Linked DNA regions of Mus musculus: region 2 is linked to region 1. Evidence: chromatin contacts called from public HiChIP or PLAC-seq data. All regions are on one chromosome and are shown on one strand. The core of a region is the stretch at or near the end of the contact, and the rest is flanking DNA. Distances in the headings are between cores, read along the strand shown. Region 1 has its middle 15 kb from the start of Gm32126. Region 2 has its middle 17 kb from the start of Gm38456.

Region 1 (5,904 bases), core at 2,105-4,604:
GCCCACAGCTGTCTTGTTGATAGCAGAAGTTAACTTTACCAAAGGAAAAAAATCAAAACTTCTGATGTTAAGGTTCTAGTCTCCCCATTAGAACATAGGTGTTTCTTAGCTGTCTACCTTAAATAGTTAAAATGGAACCCATCTCATCCTTTTAAAAATGTAAAGTACCTTTATGAAATAAGCATCATTTTTTTAATACTCATCTTTTTCACAAATTGAAACCTTCAGAAAGAATTAGTGACTACATTTTCAGCCCACCCCACCCCCCAAAAAAAATTTAAAAGATTTTAAAGAATTCCACTAAAATGTAAAAAAATAAAAAAGCAAAATCAACTTTGCAATGATTATAGATGAGTTTATGGGATATGTGAATGTCTTTCTTATTGAATCACATGCCCCAGAACGCTCTGTGACCCCAGAGGACAGTCGTATGTACTGCAAATAAAGGTTAGAACCTGACCTTCAGGGGATGGAGACTTGGGATAGGCCAGCCTGTCTCCTGGCGATCCCTGGATCACCTCACCTTCTGGCTGGACTATGTCTCGGTTTATATCTCCACCCCAGTTTTGCAAAGAAAAACAAGACTCCCAGTGCTCAAAGCAGGAAATGCAGTTTCTAAGCAGTCCAGATGGTGACTGATTGTAACTGGACAAAGTCTCTGGTCTGTGTTTCTCTGTGTGTGTTCTTATAAATGACACGCAGGACCCCTCTTGGACATGGCCTCTTGCCTTCATTACTACTCTCTTTTCTCATACAGTGAACCTCCAACAGCTTGAGTTGAGCGGCCCAGCGCTGTGGGGGACTCCCCAGTGCTTCACTACACAGACAGCTGCAGGGCCACAGCTGCCACCCTACACTGCCCACTGCTCTCATTTACATATGCGGATGAGGTTCATGAATACGCAAGTCCACTAATGAGAAAAGAACTTCTTTGTGTTCATTTTGGTCCCTACTTTGCCCTCAAGTCACAGGATGGTAAGAGGCCAAGGGCCTTCTCATCTCTCCCTCCCTCTAAAATCCACCTGAGTTTCCTTTTTCAGTGGGGTATTCTATTCCACAATCTTGTTAGGCCTTTGAGAGAAAGAGATGGGGATGGGAAGGAAAGAGGAAGAAGGAAAACAAAGGAGAAAAGGAGAGAAAAAGACATAGACAGCCCAGGGATAAACTGGGCTTTCTGGCTATTCTAATAGTCAGGTGGCCCTGGAAAAGCTAAGCCCACATTGCAGTTACCTGTGCCCTGTTACAGCCAGGTCTGCCTCCCCTTTCTAATGTTCCCTTTCATATGGCTCTGCTCTCACCATGCCTATTGGGACTTCCTGTGGCTACATCCTCATGGCCCAAGTTTGATGAATCATGACGAAACACTGGCTTGTGTACTTGGGCAGGATTTTTGACATGGTGTGGTCTTTTTCCTAATATGCATGAACTTTGTGATTTGGTCTGGCTCATGTGGAGGACTCTAGGAAGCCCAGAGGCCCAGGAGTGTGCTGGATAACTTGTCTCTTGGCTTCTGCTTGGGAAGATGCCCGGTGCAGTATAAGGGTTAAATGGAAGCTTTTGTGATTCATTCTGGTCCCTCCCTAAGAAGGTTCTTCCAGCTTCTGTTGACTCCTGTTACCAAGCATAAGACAAACAACTGCCAGCTCCCTCATACCTGGTTTCTCGGTTTCCTATTTTACACCCCCTTGCCAAGCCTTTTCCCCTCTGGTCACCATTCTTTGAAGGTGTTTATCCGCATGTCTATTACAGCTCAGCTTCTTTTGGAGTGTATGGTTGATCTTACCGAGGCTTAGATTCTAGAGCGCTTGAACGTCTCCCTTCCTTCCCTAGTAAAATCTGGAGAAAACAAAGTGGCCCCCAAGGCACCAAGGAATACAGATCTGAATGTGATCCCTTTTCTAACTGCAAGATGATTCCAGTCTCTCCAGGAGGTAAAACTGGAAGAGAAGTAGCTAACACTCAAATGGCTGCAAATACCCACCCCCCCCAAAAAAAATAGGAGATCAGACCAGACATCCCCATATATACCGAGGTAGGATTAAGGGAGGTCCATTTGGAGTAGACTGAAAGTCTGAAGCTGGGCTTGCACTTGCAGAACTAGGAATGGTGCACAGGCACAGAACACAAGAGAAAGTGAACAGTGGAAAAGTACAGGAGCAGGAAGACTGAGTAGCTTCACCTGGCTGGCGTGCAGCACTGCGTGCTCAAACCGGAGCAAGAGGGAGAGGACTGAACAGGAAGGTGGAGATCCAGGTAGGGGTGTATGGAGCCGAGTGGGGAGACCAGTTGGGAGCCTTTGGAGACTTGAGAGGGCGGGGGCAGCGAACACTATAGGCAGAGACAGAAGAAACGAGAAAGGTTTCAACAGAGTTGCCTGGATTCTTCCAACTTCTTGACTCACACTGTTCCCTGCCCACCTGCCCGCCTCTTAGAAAGCTTATCTTTTGATCTTCCAGGTGCATGACTTTCTGCCCAATTACTTGTCTTCAACCCCTCCAAGCAGGTCAACCATGCAGCTCAGGAGTCTCATTGTCACACTTGGCCTCAGTTGCTCCTGCCACTGTCTACCTTGCCAGTACTCTGCATTAGAGTCCCAGGAGAACAGTAGCTTGAAGTCCCCCAGGTTCTTACATGAAGGCTTGCTCATAAGATGCTACATGAGGACCTGAAGACAGTTTGAGCACAGGATGGCAATGGGGAAATCACCCTCTTTCCAGGTCTGTTCAGTGGACTAGTCCCAGTTGTAGCCCATCACATCTACTCTTAGAGGATTCGAATGGGGACAAGAGGGACAAGGGAACCAGATCAGGAGGAGTAAAGGACCTCGTTTTGGTGAAGGAACCCACTCAGCCACAGCCACCACTAGTCCTAAGAATCACTGGCTAAGAAATTCAGAATAGAGAAAGTAAAAGTGCGGTCTTCACTGAGCAAGGGGACCTTGGGCCTCTCGGTCTCTCTGAGCATCAGTTTTTACCTTTGTAAGATGACAATTATGACATATGCCTTATGTATTTTCCTGGGCTGTTTTCAAGCTAGGAAAGACAGAAATTACCATGTTCTGTCTCAGCTGCTTCCTCCTACCCCTCTCTCCAGAACAGGCAGGTATGGAGATGAGAGAGATGGAGAGGGAGAGGGAGAGGCAGAGGGAGAGAGGCAGAGGGAGGGAAGAGGGGGAGGGAGGAGAGGAAAGAGGGAAGAAGGGAGGGACGGAGAGGGGAAAAGAGAAAGAGAGAGAACCTACTATCTGGAGAGTGCAGACTGTGGTGCACCCTTGGTTCCACAACAGCCTGAGCACTAGCCTGTTCTGCTCATGTGACTGGTTCCCACAGGGAGCAAATGGCCCATGATCACAGAGTGAGTCAGAGGATAAATCCAAGTTGGGAGGATCCCAGCCTCCCAGCCTCTGTTTTTCACCACCCCTACACCTGTGGCTTTCTAAAAGGAAGGTCACAAGAACAGAGTCTGTGGCCCAAGGACTAGACTCACTTGACTCCTGAATTGCTGCTGAATACTTACATAATTGGAAGGGACGAATGACTTAGCCTCGGGCTAGATCAGACACCATTTTTAAAAACCATCATTTGGAATCCTGGATAACCCTCCCTAAAATGTACAGCACTCATGCACTGAGAAGACAGTTCAGGGTCCAAATCGGGGGCTTCCTACCATACTCCTTTTTTTTTTTTTTTTTTTTTTTTTGTCCTTAGGTGCTAGTTGGCTCCAAGGAGAAGAAATGGTCCTGTGTACTAGCTAGTGACTATCCTTTATCAAAGGCTTTGTAGGTGTCAATCCTCCTAGACACACCTTACAGAAACCTACTTATGTCGTCCTCTTCACAACTAAATGATAAGTTAGGATACTTCTATTCACAGGAAAAGGGAGGAGGGGAGAGGAAAACCTAAAGTGTTAACCTGGACAACACAGGTGTCTTGAACTCTTGCCTCCTCAGACTGCTCTAATCACAGAAGTTCCCATAAACAGCTGGTGCTGTTCCCGTTCCTCCTCAAGACCACGACTGTTGAACAACAGATGCCTTTCTCCCTCCCAGGAGTCTAGGAGCAAACTCTGCCTCAGCCACGAGCTTGAATGTTTTAGTCTGCTGGTTAACTCACCATTCCACAAGCATTTCTCAAGGACAACACTCTGTGGGGTTCCAAGAGGCTGGGCCACTCCCTTGCCTTCAAAGCTTTGAAGGTAAGCAAGTAGCAATGGAGCATATTATCAACTCCAATCGAGGGAGGGCAACTTGGGTCGCAAGACGGAATTAAAGGCTCCTGTCTAGAGTTTAGAACTTAGCGAAGAGAAAAAGAGATTATGTGCACGCAGCAAGAGCATCTAGAACAGTAAGCCAGGCCAATGATATGGGCAGAGGGCAAGACACAAGGGAAACGAGACTGGAGCTCAAGCCAGGGCCAGACCAGCTTTAGTGGGCCTCTCAATACTTCCACAGCCCTCTGGTCCTACTCCATCCCAGACTTAAGTGCCGTAGCTTCCCAAAACCTCAGTTTCCCCCTCTGTACAACAGAAGCCAAGAATGCTCCCTATAAGGTGACTACTGGAAGGCTGGGCCAGGAGCATCCCCTAGGCTAGGGATGCTTAGTCTCCCCAGGCTAGCAAGGCAATGTAAATCATAGCTATTTATAATGGAGCAAACTGAGGCTCTGAAAAGGCATTGCCTCAGCAGCCAAGCACTCCCTCTGGAATCCTGAAAACCTGCTGCCTGCTGCAGGGCTGTGCCCAGATCCCAGCTGGAAGCAGGCTTATCTCTTCTCAGCTCCTGGCACTTCTTCTCATCCTGCCAGGATGTGCTTCATACAACAAACACTAAGCTGCCTGCATAATTCCACCTACAGAAGAGAACTCGCTGAGCCCTCCCTTCTGCCCTCCCCTCTCAGAGAATAGAGCTAGATCCTGCACACCCAGGTCATGACAGGTTCCTTTCCTGCACCATCAGCATCTCACCAGGAAGTCCTGCTCAGGCTAGACCTTAGGGCTGAAAATGCCTTGGCTTGGGAAAACACCCGGTACTCACCTCATCTCCTAACATGGACCTTCTTTAATGGAATTGCCCCTTCCCAACCAGGCTTGCCCTAGGCGTGTGGGACTCTGACAGCCAAGAGCTAATGAGCAAGGCAGAGCTGAGTGGCAGGGCCCCCCCCCCCCCGAAGGAAAAGTAAACTGTTCTAATGTAAACAGAGAAAGGCCACATTGATTTTAACTTTTATATCTTCTTCTAAATGCAAATGAAGACATTTTTAAATATCATATATATGTTCATATATATACATATATATGAAAATATATATGTGTATATACACATATATATCACTCTGTGGCCCAACCTGGCCTGAAACTCACTAGATTGCCCAGGCTAACCCCAAACTCTCAGTAGTCCTTTGACCACAGCCTCTTCAGTGCTGAGGTTAAGAAAATGTACTAGCTTGCTTAGCTGTCAAATTTCATTTTTCAATCAGACCTCACTTATACAACTGGTCTCACTCATTGGTGACCCTCAAAGGGACCTGAAAGAGGTCCAAGAGTGATGTTTTCAAATGAGTACAGGTGTGCATCTGGAATGGATAAGTCTGTGTGCAGACTTTGGTTTAGAGCCCTAGAAGTCTGGGACAGGACCTCTATTTCTAGTAAGTCCCTAGTTTGGGTGGGTGCTGACTCAGACACCCAATTTTAAGTAGGAAAAGCCTGAAGCTCTAATTACAGAGTTTGGAAAACTATGTCTTTAGGATTGCAGTGAACCTCCCCACCCCTCATCCCTGGAGATGATACACCGCGGCTTCTGGATGTAACCTCTCCACCAGCTCCATACCAGGTTCTTCGGCTTACCCCTCCCTAACTCCTTCGGGCTATGGGTATCTATTGTCCAACTGGCAGGCTAGGGACATTCCT
Region 2 (5,904 bases), core at 2,327-4,826, 140 kb after region 1:
AGCTGGCAGATTAGTGAGGTGAAAAATGGGGCATAGGGTGTGAGATGCAGTTTACAGCTGTTGAGAGCTTTCAGAGGAGTTGGCTGCAGTGGCTTTAGGAGGCTAAGGATTACCCGGTATCTCTGGTGCCACTATGTTTCCAGGAAAGCAGGCAGAGTTGGTTTGGGGAAATCAGGTGCAGGGAGTGGGGTACAGTTTACTCATTGGGGGTGCTTTCAGGGGAGTTCCAGTATAAATGTTTACATTTGTTGAGACATACTTTATGTCATGCTATATGGTCTATTTTAGAGGATCAATGAACTGCTGAGGATATATATTTCATTTCTATAGTATAGTTTAACAACAAAGTTTCTTTGTTGCCCTTCCATTGAATGACTTATTTAAAGATGAGACTGGGGTATTGAAGCCAACTACTCCTTCTGAATTAGAACCCAACAGACCTTTTATGTCCACGGGAGTTTGCTTCTTATAAAATTGAGTCTCTCCACTTACGTTGCATATATATTTATAACTGTTAAGTAACCTAAGTGGATCATTCTAACAGTACGTAATGGCCTTCTGTATCTGTTCTGACTAATTTTGGTTTAAAGTCTACATTATTGGGCACTAGAATAGCTACGGCACCATGTTTCTAGATGGATTTTGCTTGATAAATTGATTTCTACCCTTTGACTCTCAATCTTTGTCTTTGTCAGTGAGATTTGATTAGAGACAATTACATCCAGGCTCTTTATCCAGTCAGCCAGTCTGTGTCTCTTTATTGGTGGTTTGGGGATGTTTATACTTAAGATTCTTATTGAGAGCTGTTGACTAAACCCTGCGATCCTGTTGGCTGTTTACTTGCAGCTAGGTTACTGTTGGTTCTTCCCTTTCCCCTCCTTAGCATGAGGGGTTTCTCACTTACTGTTTGGACATAGCTCCCTCGTGTTCTTCTATCCTTTCCCCAAAATGTATTCTTTCCTTTGTTCTCATTACTAAACTTGATTCTTTTCTCTTCCTGTGTATAGCATTCCCTTAAGTACCTTCTGCAGTCAAGTTTGCTGGTCATGAACTGCCTTAGTTTGTGCTTATCTCAAAATGCACCTATTTCTTGGTCAATTTTAAATGATAGCTTTGCTGGATTTAGTAATTTGGGTTAGCAGTGATTTACTTTCAAGACTTAAAATATATTGGTCTTTTTTTTTGGCTTTTGGAGTTGCTTGCGATAGAGATGATAATATTCGGCTGTGTTTGTCTTTGTAGGTGAGTTGGAATTTTTCCTGCACAGCTTTTTAATAATTATTTACTTTGTAGTCTTCACATCTTAGAATGTTCTGGAAAGGGGTTCATCAAGTCTATTTGGGGCTGTAATTGCCTCTTGTGTTTGGACATTCATTTCTCTGGACTAAGGGAAAATTTTGCTATAATTTCATCAAATAGTTTCTCTACTCTTTATTTTCTGCATGTTTCTTTTTTCTAGCCCCAGGATTCTTATGTCTGGTCTCTTGGGTCTATCTCAGAATTCTTGAATGTTGTGCCCAAGCCCATTGGTTTTTTACCTGATGTCCCAGGGAAGCATGTCTTACATCTTATTCTCCATCTGCAACATTCTTTTTTCCTTCCTGGTTGGCTTCATTGGTCACGATTCCCCCTGTACTTTTTCATTTACTCATTTGAGTATTTTGTTTTTTTCATTTCCAGCATTTCTGTTTGCTTCATTTTTCAAAATCTCAGTTTCCCTCTGAACATTCCTTATCTTCTCATTCATTTTGCTGACTTCCATTTTATGTTGCTGACGTTCAAATTGGGTCCTGGCTTCAATTTATTTGCTTGTTCATATCCTCCTTAAGGTAATTCATCGTGTTTACTAGTAAACTTTTGAAATCTTCATGCAGTGTTTCACCTGTTTTAACATCGTTTAACTCAACAGTTAAAGACTTGTGACCTTATTGGATGGATCACAGGGCTCCCAATGGAGGAGCTAGAGAAAGTACCCAAGGAGCTAAAGGGATCTGCAACCCTATAGGTGGAACATTATGAACTAACCAGTACCCCGGAGCTCTTGTCTCTAGCTGCATATGTATCAAAAGATGGCCTAGTCGGCCATCACTGGAAAGAGAGGCCCATTGGACACGCAAACTGTATATGCCCCAGTACAGGGGAATGCCAGGGCCAAAAAAATGGGAATGGGTGGGTAGGGAAGTGGGGGGGAGGGTATGGGGGACTTTTGGGATAGCATTGGAAATGTAATTGAGGAAAATATGTAATAAAAAATATTAAAAAAAAAACCTCAGAAGCAAAAAAGTCCCAATGCAAAAATAAAGTGATTATAATAGTCTATTTTAAAAGTGAAAAAAAAAAAAAAGACTTGTGACCTGGTAGAGGATTAGTGCCACCTTGCCATTTGCTAACTCTTGTACTTCTGTGATGTGATCTTTGCATTTGTTGGACATCTCAACTAGTTGGATTTGGAGATTTTCTTATTGAGGAACCTACTCTTGAGGGCTCACTCTCCAGCACCAGTCAGTGTGAGGAAAGCAAACTGTTAGAATAGCATCACAATCAAATGGTACAAGAAATAGGAATATACTTAATTAATTAATGTTCATTGACCTCACCAAGAACCATAGGTCAGACAATGGAACCACTAACGTAGATAGTGTGCTAGCCCTTCTCAGGAGCCATAGGGATGGAGCGTTGGCTGATGAGGTCATTCTTTGGCTCTGCACTCTTGGGGTATCACATCACTACTCTGGAACTCTTCCGGAGCACTTCCTCTTTCTCCTTTTGAAATATAGTGTATTTTTTTCATGTTTTGGTTTTTCCTCGCTAGGTTACATGGAGGCACTGCCTAGTCTACTATCTTCCCCGGAAGCCTTCTACATCCATTTTCATAAGACTCCCTTAACAGCCTTTAGAAGCATGATAGACAGAGCTTTATGAGTCCCTGTTCATAAAAATGCCCCCCAGATAAAGTAACTGAGGCTTTTAGACAGGGGACAACCTGGCCCCTAATCCTGATCTCAGTGGAGAGCTAGAACAATCAGAACCTATTCTGCCTCACTGGTGGCCAACATTCTCTTGGCCCATGGTCAGCCCTGATCCACCACTAGCACCAGTGAACGATGAGACACCAGGGCCTTTTTGTGAGTGAATAGGGGGCTGAGCTGTGAAATTATGACCTCATGCCCAGCATTCAGTAAAGCTACTTCTTTTTTTTTTTTTTTTTTTTAGCTACTTCTTTTTGAAACCTCTGCTATTAGTAAAACTGATTGAAGGTGACGCTGTAAAAAAAAAAATACACACCAGTAATTAAATAACAAATAAACACAACAGCTGTCATACACACTAATAGTTCACACATACTGGTTTTACTTCATCCATGGTGCTAAAACAGTGGGCATGAGACCACATGTATGCCTTCACCCTTTTCTGTTGAGCTTGTATTCAAATAGGGAAAATACAGTCTTGCAGACAAATAACTGCTCACATACAACAACAACAGCTGAAGTACAGATAGGTACAAAGTGCTCTGGAAGCCCAGAGGAGGATATGAATAAGCCTCCTTACCTCGTGATCAAGTCTGCTGCCCTCTGGGCTGGGAGCTTCCCAAGGGTAGCAGGGACTGGCATGACTCATCATGATCAAACATAACACAAGGCACATCTGAGATCACCTGCTAACGCTCACTGAATAAACTCTCCGGGAGGGGGCCAGAAAGCACCTGCAGTGCAGCTACCCTGGGCCACATCACTTCATGACCCCCTCCCGGAGAGTTTATTCAGCCAGCATTAGCAGGTGATCTCCGATGTTCCTTGCTTACTGGACTGAGTTAGCAGATCTCCTCAAGTCCACCGTCCTGTGACAAGGACCCCAGCCATCAAGGCTTTAGTTTGAGATCAGAATCAACTGGCCTGGAGGCCTCTCTCACCTGCCACAGTTATCTTGAAAGGCAGAGTGAGATCAAGGCTCTGAGATCCATGGTCACAGCAGGCCAGCTGGCAGGCCAGCTCATCCATCAGGACTCCAGCACCTCACCTTGAACAAGGAAGATAAGAGAATAAAATAACACCTGACACAGCCTTATCATCTGATAATACAACTTCAGTTTTTCCATTAAAGTAACTGAGAGCCTTAGTCCTGCACTTCGTCTGATAAAGAGATCACAGGAAACAAAGCTATTAATTTTTATCTCTGCTCTGCAATAGCAGATTTGAGTGAATTCAATATATCCAACGGGGGAAGTACTTTTTCTAACACTACAACTCGATTAACTTGGGTTTTTTTTCCTGCTTGCTTGTATTTTTCATAATTTTTTTTTTTTGCTCAAAATCTCTAATTGCAGATGTATTAAATGCAGTGGATCTGATGTATTAAATGCAGTGGATCTGACTGTGCTATCACCAGCACACACACACACACACACACACACACACACACACACACATATAATATTTCTGTTCTCCATGCTCTAACCCTGTACTGGTGTACTGGGGAGTGTTATATGGTACAATATAAGGAACTTGAAAGGTTACTTACTTCAGTAATTAACTGAATTAACACTAATCAGAGCTCAGTAGTTCCACCTTTACAATGAGGAGCCGGACTGGTGTTCAATATAATCACACAGCCTCTATGCCTTAGGACCCCGGGACTGAGTAGGTCAATGAGTAGGTCAGGTGAGATAAGAAGGAAAGTCTCTCACAGGAACTGAAAGATAGCAATAGAATCAAACAACCCTGGAGCCTTAGGGTCTGAATGCTGGCCTTTCCTGCCAGACGAGAGGTATAGAAGACCACGTGAATCTATGACTCCTAGGGCCCCGAAATCCCACACACCATGGCCCCGAACCAACTTCCATGCCATAGATTATCTCCTCCCTGGCTGCCCATACCTAGAACAGATCACAGCTCTATGACATGCCTAGGACATATATGCCTTTCTTTCTGTACCTCACTACTATTGATGTCATTGGCTTACTGAGGACAGGAGCTGAGTCTATCAAGGCCCAGACCTTGACCCTTAATAACTCCAGGAACAATAGTGCCACAGTTTATACCACTTAGCACTAAAGGGTGGTTCGGGGGATGAAAGAAGTGAGTGCTATTTGTTATGTCACTTAAAGGCCATGTATTAAAAGCTTGGTCCCCATGGTGGCATTATCAGGAAGCTGCAGATACTCAGGTGGGGGCACTTAAGGAAGAAATGTCCTTAGTGGCACTTTCTTTAGAAATATAATGGGACTACAGCTCTAGCCCTATAGATCTCCCTTCCTCCCTCCCCCTCTCTCCCTCCCTCTCTCTTCCTCTCTTCTCCCTTTCCCTCTCCCTCTTCCTCACTTCTCCCTCTGCCTCTGATAGAATAGCCAGAGCTTTGCTTTACCACAGGTTTCCACCATGATGTTCTGCCTTGCCAAGTGCCAGGGCCACAGGGCCAAGGGCTCACAAGCCTGAAGCCATGAACCAAATGAAATCTTTCCTCCACATGGTTGTTTATCCCCGATATTTTTGTCTCCAGGAGAGAAAGCTGATTGACACATTATGCTACAGTGGAACATTTAAGAAACGCGTCTGTGTGAGAAGTCCACATCTGTCAATACCAGGCCCCCAGTGGTTTCCAGCTGGGGAATGGCAGTGGACTACAGACCCTATGTGCACTCTCAACTGGCCTGTGGGTGCTGGGTGAGGAACAGAAGTGACAGAACAACAAACCTGGAAGGCTTCCTTTTGAGGATGAGCTGGCGATAAGAGAGGGTTCTTCTCAATCAGGAACTGTCAAGTTGTGTCACTCAAAAGTCTCCAGGCAAACCTAGGATTCTCATCCAGCTTGCCTCTGGCCTTACCTCTGGAAGATTCTAATTGTATACTTTAAATGCAAAACTTCTTGCGCAAATAAAGCTAGAGCTGACTTGGTTTTCTTGTAATC

The links. HiChIP or PLAC-seq counts read pairs in DNA pulled down with a chosen protein or histone mark.
Region 2: an HNF4G HiChIP or PLAC-seq map of pancreatic cancer cells shows a contact between it and region 1. The contact joins two enhancer-like sites. A contact is called at or near these places in 1 of 15 datasets of contacts at CTCF or cohesin (the NIH/3T3 cell line), 2 of 484 Hi-C or Micro-C datasets (the N1E-115 cell line and nephron progenitors) and 1 of 115 datasets of contacts at active chromatin or transcription factors (pancreatic cancer cells).

Annotation. Positions count from the first base shown.
Region 1 is chr16:24,171,432-24,177,335 of GRCm38.p6, forward strand. No RefSeq gene overlaps it. Among named protein-coding and RNA genes, the nearest start is that of Gm32126, 15 kb to the left of the region's middle. Within about 2 kb of position 3,355, at least 32 of the 459 cell types and tissues checked have an H3K27ac peak or open chromatin away from gene starts, as enhancers often do. A contact at or near this core is called in pancreatic cancer cells, where this site is marked.
Region 2 is chr16:24,310,140-24,316,043 of GRCm38.p6, forward strand. No RefSeq gene overlaps it. Among named protein-coding and RNA genes, the nearest start is that of Gm38456, 17 kb to the left of the region's middle. Within about 2 kb of position 3,577, at least 54 of the 459 cell types and tissues checked have an H3K27ac peak or open chromatin away from gene starts, as enhancers often do. A contact at or near this core is called in pancreatic cancer cells, where this site is marked.